Linked DNA regions of Mus musculus: region 1 is linked to region 2. Evidence: chromatin contacts called from public Micro-C data. All regions are on one chromosome and are shown on one strand. Each heading gives the region's core, a stretch centred on a gene start, on an enhancer-like site or on the middle of the called end of the contact. The rest is flanking DNA. Distances are from core to core; before and after follow the strand shown. Region 1 overlaps Nomo1 (nodal modulator 1). Region 2 overlaps Nomo1 (nodal modulator 1).

What was found. Hi-C and Micro-C count contacts between places; a contact is called where the count stands out from the background.
Region 1: a contact with region 2 is called in a Micro-C map of the G1E-ER4 cell line, with 2.1 times the contacts expected there. The contact joins two enhancer-like sites. A contact is called at or near these places in 2 of 15 datasets of contacts at CTCF or cohesin (CD8 T cells and the NIH/3T3 cell line), 38 of 484 Hi-C or Micro-C datasets (the 63-12 cell line, the CH12 cell line, the G1E-ER4 cell line and 16 more), 4 of 115 datasets of contacts at active chromatin or transcription factors (double positive thymocytes and embryonic stem cells) and 2 of 9 other capture datasets (adipose tissue and pancreatic islet).

What each region holds. Positions count from the first base shown.
Region 1 is chr7:46,083,112-46,089,332 of GRCm38.p6, reverse strand. It overlaps Nomo1 (nodal modulator 1), which reads right to left. Exons shown (of 31, transcript NM_153057.4): 30 at 6,006-6,098; 31 at 5,121-5,730. The coding sequence ends at 5,599. Among named protein-coding and RNA genes, the nearest start is that of Kcnj11, 14 kb to the left of the region's middle. Within about 2 kb of position 2,887, at least 39 of the 459 cell types and tissues checked have an H3K27ac peak or open chromatin away from gene starts, as enhancers often do. A contact at or near this core is called in the G1E-ER4 cell line, where this site is marked.
Region 2 is chr7:46,043,207-46,048,793 of GRCm38.p6, reverse strand. Nomo1 (nodal modulator 1) reads right to left here. Exons shown (of 31, transcript NM_153057.4): 6 at 4,491-4,563; 7 at 3,381-3,533; 8 at 2,808-2,945; 9 at 1,796-1,885. Among named protein-coding and RNA genes, the nearest start is that of Gm39010, 4.4 kb to the right of the region's middle. Within about 2 kb of position 2,748, at least 6 of the 459 cell types and tissues checked have an H3K27ac peak or open chromatin away from gene starts, as enhancers often do. A contact at or near this core is called in the G1E-ER4 cell line, where this site is marked.

The DNA of each region.
Region 1 (6,221 bases), core at 1,638-4,137, 40 kb before region 2:
TGAGGCTTTGCTTTCTGACAAGACCGTCTGGGAAAGGATTTGTAGATCTGATTTACAAAGGACAAACCCTTTGGACCTTGGAATCCTTATTGTGGTTTTACATTCCCATTTGATTAATCTCTGCCCTGATCTGACTTCTTTCCAAATATTGGTTTGGGTTTATGGCTTCAGCTTGTTTTTCCAAGGCCCTATGGTGCATCATTAAGTTATTTATTGTAGGGGTCACTTAGAGCTGGAGACCTCACCTGCAGGCTGTTTCCACTGGAAGTTTTGGCACATTGTGTTTTCATGACTAAGTATCTCATGTAGAAGATAATTTAAAAAAAAATACAACCTGAGTTTTCTTAGCAAAAAGCATGTCAAATGGTTTAGCCCCAAGTCAAGGGGCTGCCAGCTTGGACATCCAGAGTCACCAAGACCAGATGTGAAGGATGAGGTAAAGACAGAGGAACGAGCGTACCAAGATCCAGGCCCAGCCACAGGCTTCCTGCCCTTCTTTAGGTAAGTGTTCCTGCAGGATGGCCACAGCACTTGTATCAGAGTCAGAAAAAGACAGGAATAAATGCCAACATCAGTGTCACAGAAAACACTTTGTGCACAGCATTTGCGTTGTCTCAGCAGTAACCAGGGAAATAAATCCCATGAATCTGTTGGTCTGTGCTGAGTCAGCCGTCGTTGTCGTCTTCTAGTTTTTCTCCAACTTCCCCCCTAGTTCCCCCATCATGGGTGAAGTAGCAAGGCACCGAAAGGTCTACAATCAAGGCAAACTGCACACTGTAGGTCTTCAAAGCCTGGATGAGCAATCACTCAGTATTTGCTCTATGCATAAGAGCGTTGCGTGCAGGTGTGGTGAAGGAGCCACAACCACAGTAAGTGGGAACCCATCAGAGCTCACCGGGGACGGCAGGATACAGCAGCCTCTCCCTCTTCCTTCCCATTCCATCTGCATCCTGCCTGCCGAGGGCAGGCACCACAGAAGCAACAATCATAAACTCCACAAGCCAGCCAGACTCATGTGTTTGAATATGCAAACTGTATTCTCTCAACATCTTCCAGTTTATGTTTTTCCACAAAAAAAATAAAATTGCCAGGCGTTATGGATAAAGCTTAATGGATTGGGCAATGCCCTGGGTTCCATCCCCAAGAGTGCTGGGATGTAAAGAAAAGGATGATCTGAGGAGATGCTCGGAGCATAACGCCTGAGGACCAGAGTTCAGATCCCCAGCACACACATGAAAGCCAGGCATGAGTAGAGACCAGCCTATCATCCCAGAATGCTAGACTTGGAGACAGGATCTCTGGAGGTAGCCAGACTAGTTGACTTGATGAGCTCTGGAATCAGCAAGTGATCCTGCCTCTTTAAACGATGGGGAGAATGATTGAAGAACATAGCAGCCTCTGCTTCCACAGTGCACCACACATATATATCTGCACCTTACATGCGTGCAACATGTTCATACACATGCAAAAAGTAGATATTAGAACTAACATGCATTTGGTCATCTTAATATAGTTCAAAATGAACACGTACAGACATTAATATAAATAATATAACCAGTAGTATTCTGAGAGTGTTGTAACATCCTTAGAATGACTTCATGACCACAGGAAGGCTGGACAGTGGCTCCTGCAGAGGGAGAACTTGAGAGCTCAGAGCAGCCAGGAAAGGTAATGGAGAAACAGTTCACCAGGTGCCACCTTCCTAGTTAGAACCTGTGAGGTTTTCATCTTGGTTTTTCGAAAATAGCCACAGAGCAACAGACATGGCGGTGGGCTGTGCCCAAACTGAGAACATTCCTCAGACCAGATGACATCTCTGGCAGGCTCTCAGTTTCCCTGGGATGCCCTGTGCTCACACTAAATATCCTGTGTCCCCAGTGTCCATATGATAAGTACAACGTCTTTATGATCTGACCTAAGAAATAGCTACTCTCACCCCTCTGTCATTCTACTGGTCACAGGGGCCATGCACATTCTTGGGTGTTGTAACGGCTATTCCTGGTTGTCAGCTTGGCCGCATCTGGGATGAACCACAATCCAGAAGTGGAGGGCGTATCCATGATCCAGATCGTGAGGCTGGAAGACTCAGGCTTCTGACCCAGATCTTGACATGGAGATCTTGAGGCATAGTGGCCATGAAACATAGTGGCCATAGTGGCCCAGGCAGGGTACGTGCACCCCTTTAATCCCAGGAGACTGAGGCAAGCAGATCTGATTCAAGGCCAGCCTGGGGCAAAGCAAGTTCCAGATCCAGGCGTGGTGGCACACAGCTTTATTCTGAGCCGCACCTTCAGCTGGAGGCCCACGTAAGGACCTTGGGAGAAGGAAGGGCTCACTCTTCTTCATCTGCTTGCACTTACCTGCCAGCACATCTGCTGGAACCTACTTCTTCAGGATCCCAGCTTCTACAGAAGACCAGCTGAAACAACTGGCCTCGTGGGGCTGAGCAACTACTAGATTCTTGGACTTCCCACCCGCAGCTGCCCACTGTTGGGTCAGTCGGCCTACAGACTGAAAGTCATTACAATAAATTCCCTTAATATATAGAAACATTGCAGAAGTTCTGTCACTCCAGAATGTTGGGCCCCATTTTGACCCTGGTTTGGGCCTTGAGGACACACCTGAGCCTGGCTCGAGTTTCTGCAGCCTTGTGGGAGAGCCTAAGCCTGGCTTGAGTTTTGAGACCTGTCTCAGTCACTTCAGTGACTCAGCAAGACCTGTTTTGGCCCTGCCTCTGCCCCGCCTTTGCTGAGGTAGAGCTTTGCCATTGGCCCTGTCAGTCACCCCATATCCTCCATCACCCTTCCCCGCCTCCTATGTCATCTTACCTCACCAATAATCCCCCTCCCTATGTTCTGAACTTATATAAGGGAGAGGCTGACACCATAAAGTTGAGTTCCTGCTTCGACAAGTCTCCCCGCTCATTGTGTTTCTTTTGGGCTCACCATCCCGCTCAGCCCCAGAAAGATCCCGGCAGAGCCAAGATCCTGACTAATACAGAAGTGGAGACTATCCAGGGCAATGTGGATTCTAGGAGACTCATCCTGAGCCTGGTCTGCCTCCAGTACCCGCTGCAGCCAAGAGGCCACAAACATCCACATGTTTCTATCTTATCAACAAAAACCAAACAAAGCTAATAGAAAACACTTTATAAAGGCTATGTACTTAAGCTCAGTGCTTCATGGGATATGGAGCCCCATGGAGGGAAAGCATAGCAGGAGCGTGTAGCAGTTGGTCCTGCCACGTCCCCAGTCAGGAGTCAGAGACGTGGACTCTGCTCAGATCACAGTCTCCAATCCTAGCCCGTGGTCTGGGACCACCCACACTTAAGGTGCATCTTCCCACATGGATAACCTAATCTAGAAAATCCCTCAGAGGTGGACCAACATTTGTTTCCATGGCGATTCTAAATCCCATCAAGCTGACAGCACTTAACCATCACGGTAACAAGCAGCCTTGTCCCCTGAGCTTGACCAACGCTTCTCTCAGGCTACTCTGGCCTGTAGGGACTGGTTCTTCCTGGCTTTGGGTGCTCACTCATGTAACAGGAGAGACCAGGGGGAAAGCGTGAAGCTTGGATTGAAGAGCTATAGCTGGAAGCGTTTCGAGGTATCCTTCCTTAGTCATGTCTTAGGCTTGTTTTCTTGGCATTTTCTCATGTAGCCCGAGCTGGCCTTAAGCTCATTATGTAGCTGAGGATGACCCTGAATTTCTTATCCTCCTTCCTCCACCTGCCAAGTACTGGAGCACAGGGTGTACACCCACTTTGTGTGGGACCGTGAAAGGCAGCCTGTTTTCTGGTCGAACTAGGTTTAAACCCCGGACACCCAGCAGATAACTCTGCAAGGGACAGAAGGCCTGTTTGCCATGGTCCCAGACACTAACTAGGCTCCTGACATGAGGCCCCAGATCCATAATTCTGTGACCATCAGTCACATAGGGCAACACCCCAAGCTCCTGGTGATCTGTCTGGACTCCGCCCCCACAGTTACCTGGCAACAGCCAGGTGAGCTGGCCCACTATAAACGGGGCTGCTTGCCCCTCCTCTTACTTCTACACCTGCTTCCTGATTGCTTCTCTCCTGACCTCTTGCTTCCCTTCTCTCGGCATTCCCTTCCCAACTCTCTCCACGTGGCCACAGACTGTCTCTTCTCGTCAGGATCCGCTGTGCTGGAGCAATGGAGCAGGTCTTCCTCTAAAGAGCCGCGCATCTAAGCTCCCGCAGGAAGGCCTCTCAGCACTCCCAGTCACTGTCTACACCAACCCAAGCCACAGACCAAGCAAGGCAAAGACTCCCCTCCCTGCGGAAACCAGCCGGAGCTGGTTTCCTCCTGCCCTTTTCCCTTTGGCCCCGGGCCAGAGGCCCCACAGGCCCCCACTCTGTCCTCAGCTCTTGCGCCACTGGCATCTGTGGTATCCAAGAGCTAGAACCTGCAGTCCCTGTTATCTGTGTGGCTCGGGGACCCCAGAGCCAGCTCTTCCACGGCAACCAGAGGCATCTGTGGTGCCCAAGAGTCAGAGCCTGACTCCAGCAGTTCCACGGGGACCTCAGCCTGTGCTTCCCCACCCCCGGCGCAGGGTCCTGCAGCTTCTCACAGCCCGACGCCCACCTGGCGGCCACCTGGAATACACAAAGTCCTATGGCTACCTTTGCAGAGGGACAGAGCCCACTGACATCTAGTTGTCTCCCACAGGCTTTCAGCCTTTATAGAGTGTCAATTAAACGCCCCATTAGTACTTAAGGGGGGTGTTCACTGTGCTGTCACTTGGAGAGTTAGAATGGATACCCATATCCACACACCGTATAGATTATGTCTCATCTGTTCCAGAGGCTCATGAGGCTCACCTCCCCTGTGCAGCAAGCAAACCCACATGCGTGTCAAGTGGCCAGTTGACACAGATATACACAGACGGACAGACACCCCTCCCCAAGAAGTGAAATACTTTTAAAGCCCAGCACAACAGAGTTCTTCTGGCTTCTCTAAGATACAGGACGTACATCCAGGGACCACAGTGAGCTGAGCTCAGCCACAGGTTGGCTGTGCCACACAGGGCAGTCCCCACAGCCTCTGTCGCTGGGGCTGAATGCCCACCCGCTCTGTATGCACCCCACACTATGCCAAGTTACAACACAAACGAGTGGCTGACTTTATTCATCCAGCTGTTGACAGACCCTTCTGGGAGGGACAGATGTTGCTGCAGCTTCTGGCACGGGCCTCGAGTGCAGGGGGCGGTTTGGGGAAAGTCCAGAAGGCACAGCAGACCAACGCCATGTTTCCTGGACTCTTCTTGCAAACGAATGTGGAAGATTAGATTATGTTCTCACGCCACCAGCTCAGCTTAAATACTTCTCTGACAAAAATAATAATAATAAATTATCTTCAACTCAGAAAATAAATTGTGTTCAGCAGGGTGACAGGAGGGTCCATTCGTCGCATTGCACCACAGGGCTACACAGGAGAGGACAGACAGGCAGGACACCAACACAAGGGTGACAGGGCCCAGGGCCTGCCTGAAGTGAGTGAGCATGTGCCTTTGTCCCCAGGCAGGCGGCAGCCCTGGCTGTGTCATCTGCAGGAGACGGGGCCTCCTTCTTCCTCACGTGCGTCTGGTCTTCTGTTTCTTGGTTTGTCTCTTCATGTCTTCTGGGCCGCTGCTGTCAGAGGCCGCCTGGCCAAGGGCTCTGACTCCCTGAAGACGACTCGTCAGCTGCAGCAGCAAAGGAATGAGCTGGAATGAGAGAGACCATGAACACCTGGAAGGCGCCGTGCATCCCCTTATGGGAGCCCCGGGCCTGCAGAAGGCTGGCAGAGAGGTTTTACAGAGGCTGTGACTCTCTACAGGCAACACCTCCCTGAGGATTGGAAATGACATCACTGGAAGAAGATGTAGGAATTTGCCTCGTCTCCTCCAACCTTAACCTTCTACAACTTCCATGACACCGGGCACCCTCCCATAGCCTATCTCCTGCCCCCCGACTTCCCATGAGGCCTTGGCTTCCCTACCTTGTCATGGTTGTAGCCCGCCAACAGGAGCAGCAGCGTCAGAGGCAGGGCAATATAGGACCCCTGCGCAATGTCTTGTTCAGGGAGCTTCCTCTGCAACAAGACAGCCATGACTCCTTGTAAGTTATCACTCATCGACCACTGTCATCCAGAGCTTCAACCCACTCAGCCACCCACACTGGCACCCAAGGTTACCCACAATCCCTTGATATCCAA
Region 2 (5,587 bases), core at 1,499-3,998:
ACACACCTGTGACCTCAGCACTCAGGCAGCTAAGCCAGGAGGATCATAAGTTTAAGGCCATCCTGGGATACACAGTGGTACTATCTCAAAACAAGAAAGGAGGGGCAAGGAAGAATAAGAAAGCGGTTCCTTTTAGGAATAATCCTTCTGAGAGTATGTGGTAAGCAGCTAAGGATCCCCTTACTCACTCACAGCCAACCAACGTTCTTCTCAGGCTCTTACTGTGTGCCAGGTGCTGCAGCACACGGGTGAGACAAGGATGCTTCCTGGCCTGATGGAACCTTCTAGGCCCTCACTTGAAACGCCATGTTTTTTTACCAGTTAAGACCTGCATTTGACCTCCATCTGGGTACTTTGCCCAAGCACCTGCCGCACCCTTCCTGCAAGGTTGTACAGGCAATAAAAGCTCCAGGCTCATTTTCTTGGCCTCCTGCTCCCACACTTAGATGCCCTATGCAAGGTTGGAAGGCGGGGCCAGCTCCTTTGACCCTGCACTAGTTTAGCAGATTGCTTTTCAGTACAGTATGAAAATATAGAGTGGCTTTTCACTAACACTACCTCCGGGTGCCCCTGGGTGCTTCCTCCATATTGCAAGCTGCCAGCAGGGACCACCTGTCATCGGTTCTTAAAGTCGCAGCAGAAGGATGAACACATTTACAGTGTTGTGAAGATCCCGCCATGCCTTCCTACCACGTGGTCCACGCTCATGTGGTTATCACTGCCCCGGCCTTGTAACTGGCCCAGGCCGGCTCCACTCATCTCACCTCTCCTCAGGAGCTCTCGGCAGCACAAGAGGAAAGTGGACACCAGGCTCTGAGGCATCACCTCTCCAAGCCTCTGTGCCCTCCTCTCCAGCTTCCCTGACCCACTCAGTGCCTCACACTCCAGACACACTCCTGCCTTAAGACCTTGGCATTCACCACACTTTAGGTATAATTCGCCTGCTCCCCTTCAGACTGTAGCTCAGTCACCTTCAGAGAGAACCAACATGAGATGCTGCCCTGTAGCCCTGCCCTGAACTGCAAGGCCCTTCTGTCCCAGAGAGCCCTTACTGCCTTCTAAAACACTTACTAACTTGCTTAGATAAACAGGCCTGGCTTCTCCCATCACTAAATCGTAACTTCCAGAAAGACTGTTGCATCCTACTGCATGGCCAACGTGGAACAGAACTCAAGACATCTTACTGAAAGAACAGCACTGACCGGGACCCTAGCTGTACTGGCTAGTTTTGTGTCAACTTGACACAGCTGGGGTTATCACAGAGAAAGGAGCTTCAGTTGAGGAAATGCCTCCATGAGATCCAACTGTAAGGCATTTTCTCAATTAGTGATCAAGGGGGAAAGGCCCCTTGTGGGTGGGACCATCTCTGGGCTGGTAGTCTTGGGTTCTATAAGAGAGCAGGCTGAGCAAGCCAGGGGAAGCAAGCCAGTAAAGAACATCCCTCCATGGCCTCTGCATCAGCTCCTGCTCCCTGACCTGCTTGAGTTCCAGTCCTGACTTCCTTTGGTGATGAACAGCAGCATGGAAGTGTAAGCCAAATAAACCCTTTCCTCCCCAACTTGCTTCTTGGTCATGATGTTTGTGCAGGAATAGAAACCCTGACTAAGACACTAGCTATCTCTGCAAGATGAAGATGCTGTGTAAGAGAGGAAGTACACCTATGGTACCCCGGGCCACTGCATGCGGTCCCATTTCCTCCGATAGCAATGGACAGGTGCTGCTGTGGACACGTCTGAACCATCTGCGCCCTGGGCTGGGAACCCAAACACCTGCAGAGAGCACTGGGAGGCTTCACCTCGATTCTCAGGCTGTCGTGCTCCACCGTGAAGTCAAGCCGGGAGGGCGCCACGTCGAAGGTGATCCTTTCTCCTCGGTAGAAGGGCACCTGGGAGGGGCGGGCTGGGGATTAGGAAGCATCTGCATCGCCATGCAGCAATCAGCGCTCACCAAGGTCTAGCAGCCAAACAACCCAGAGGACCGTGAACCGCAGTTGCTGGTGGTCTAAGGAGAAGCCTTGCACTCTACTGTGACCCACTTGCAACCTAAGTGTTTCTCAATGCGGAACTGCTCGGGTGCCGGAGTGCCTGTACGGGCATCATGAGACACCTTATGGACAGGTCTGAGTCTGAATCCAAGATCCAGTGTATGTCACACACACCTTACAGAGTCACAGGCTGGTAGCAAACTTAGCAGTGTCCTCAGATTTTACAGTGTTTTAGGTCTGGGGGTTTTTAGTTTTAGGGACACTCAATCTATCCTTGCTAGGCCAAGTGTTCACGACGGTCAACCCACCATTTGGTCATTCAATATGTATGACTAGGACCTGAAATTCCCCTAAAAGCTCATGTGCTGGTATGTCGCAGGATAGCTATGGATGTGGCCCCCAAACATCCGGGTACAGCAGGGTCATGTTGCAGTGTCAAAAGGCTAGCCACTCCTGTGCTACAGGCATGCCTGTCGGCACTGCTGGGAGGTGGTGGCACCCTCAGGAACCCAGTGGAAGAAGGTCACTTCACTGGCAGCATGCCCTTGACGCCACGTCAAAATCCCAGCCCGGCTGCTCTTCCAAGTTCTGTGCACTTCAGCCTCCATGAAGTGAAGAGGATTCCCTACCACGGGCTTTGCCCGCACCCTCGTGCCTCACCTCCATCAGTCAGGAACTGAAACTATGATCTAAGATAAGCTCTATTCCGGGACATCTGTTTACCCCATCATACATGTCATCATATGGAAAGCTGACTCACACAGGTTCCTCTCAAGCCATGGTGTCCCGAACAGATAAGAGACCTGCCCACCCACTCACTCACCACAGTGTAGCCCCCACTCGGCAAGGAATAGAAAGAAAATGAGCCGTCTTCTTTGGAGACCGCATAGCACAGATAAACCAGGCTCTCATCTGGGGGCTGGAACCCGGACACTGGGGACACATTGCAGCCCAGGACATCCTATGGAGAGAAAGAAGAGATTTCTATTTCCACGTTCCGATTGCCCAACAGCCACAGGTAAGGCCAGGCCAACTTGTAGAGGTCAATGCATGGGTTTCTCAAGCCAGGGGATCCATGCAGGCAAATGGAACACAAATCTTTACATCCAGCTTCCAAAGTTAAAAATGAGCAGTCTCCTTAGGGAAGACGGTGAGGCTCCTCCCAATAACAAAGAAAACTGGCCAAGGAAGGGAAACGATGCACCCAAGATGCCACAGAGCAAGGGCGTTCATTAGGACCTGATACTGTGTGAACCTCGTCAAAGCCTGAGCACCGGCCACCTCCACAGCCTTGTGGTGCCATCACTGGAGAAACTAACCGCCATTGGTATGCTCAACGGCGGCCCTGCCTGCCACTGCCCGCCCTGACCTTGGCTCCTCACTTTTGTATGCTTACCTCTTTGTTCACTAAAGAAGAAAAGAGAAGAAACTTCACCCCTTTCATGGGCTCCCCGTCACTGCGGACAGAGCCGGACACATTATAGCCAGCCACTATGAGGGGACCAGCTGCGTTAGCATTCGAGTTCGTCACACGCACCGTGGTACTTGCCTAGAAAAGAAAAGGGTCTTCAGATTCAATAGCACTAAACCCTGACAGCCTAACTTGGCGGCTGACACCAGCAATCCCAGCATTGGGAAGCTGGAGTAGGGAGATTATTGTGAATTAGAGGCCAGCCTGGGCTAGACAGAGGGTGACAGCCTCAAAGAGAAATTTAACTACTATAATATTTTAGAAATCAGCCTTTATATGACAGTTCAAACACTTAAAACCTTTTAAATATTCTTTGGGCTGTTTGTTTGTTTGGAGACAGGGTGGTCTATAGCCGAGGCTGGTCTAGAACTCACTATACATAGCCCAGGCTAGCCAAAAATCTCACAGCAATCCTCCTGCTTCAGCATTCAAAGTACTAGAATTACAGGTATGTGCCACTCCCTGCTTAGACATTCCTTCAATGACTGCTGCTAACATCTCAGCCACTTCTGATTAAAAGTTCAGATACAAAACAGAAAAAAAAGGTTGAAATTTTAAACCAGAAGGGAAATCACTGTTTTTCCTTTCCTTGGAACAAAAGGTTTTCTCTGGCTCGAACACTCGCCTGACACTCAGGGTGTGCTGACCCACAACCCCATCCGCCCTTAACAGTCACACAAGCTGTCTGAGAGCTCTCCTCCCCTAAGGTACACGGACAACAGGCCTCTAGAATATTTAGCATATTTGTAGACTTCTGGTTTTGACAGAAAAACAACAAAAATTCACTGGGAATTTCTGGTGTTGATACTGCTCAAAGCAGCGACAGGGGTTGCTGGACTTTATAAAATCCGCCACCCACAGAAGGGACCGGCGGCAGCAGCACCGCTGCAGCAGGGGAGTTCCCTCTGGTAACAACCGCATCTTCAGCACCCCTGTTCTTCCAAGGCATCAGGAGAAACTGTGACTTCATGTCCTAAATCTGTCCCCACATTTGATCCCAAACTGACACCGCGGCAGGCATGGGTCAAAGGTCACCTCCTTCAGCGCCCAGGTCGGGTGAGTTGCAAGGATTTCATAATCTCCAGGAAGAACTTTGAAAAACGCAAACCTGAGAAACACAAAAGAGTGTTCACTTAGTTTTAGACAGGGACCATATAGGGATTACTGTAAGCCTCTAAGAGCTGCTCAATCCAGTTCTGTCCAAACCCACTCTCTGAACACTCCCCATGTGCCGGGAAGAAGGAAAACTGCACTGTGCACTCAGACGGCCAACAACCCACTGTCTCCTGGCATAGGCTGGGGCATCCCGCATTGGAATAATCAGAACTCCAAAACCCAGAACTTTTTGAGTAGCAATATTATGCCACAAAAGTGGAAAACTCTAGACCGTGAAACAGTCTCATGTAATAATGATGTAAAATGCTGTATGAGTAGTTCCAGTCTGCATACTTAAGATGTGCACCAGACATAAATGAAGTTCACATTCAGAAGTGAGCCCTATCCCTGAAGGCACGGGTGTTGAAATCTTGGTTCTCCAGAGCAGAGTTCAGAGGAGAAGCTCTGGGTCAGGAGGGCTTTGGCCTAACCAACAGATCAGCTTGCTGAAGGAGAAGGCAGGATCAACTATTGGGAGGTAGTGAGGACCATGGTGAAAGGGGCCGCGCAGCAGGAAGTGTGTCACTTGGGCCAGGAGCCCAGAAAGATGATGGCTAGGTGACCATGGTCTAAAACCATGAGCCAGACAGATTATCAATTGTGTATAATCGGCACTGAGAAACTAAACTAAGAATGGTGCATGTATGAAAACATACCAAATTCGAGAAAACCCCACATCAGAGGTCCTTCTGGTCCCAAGAACCTGGCTGAGGGACACTCAGCCCAGGCTGAGCCATGAAGAAACACAGCCCCGTGCTCCACCAGTTCAGGACTAGGCTCCGATCAAGGAGACACCATCAACAACAGTAATTTTAGGTTGGATAAGACACCAGAAGCTGACTAGGAGCTTCAGGTACTGCTGTGGTGGACTTTGTGAACTTTGTAAACATGTTCTGAGCGCCTCCTACAGTACCAGCTCCAAGATTCCTGTATTAATCCTCACACATCTGCTAGCGGTTACAGCTGAGCTCGCCCCA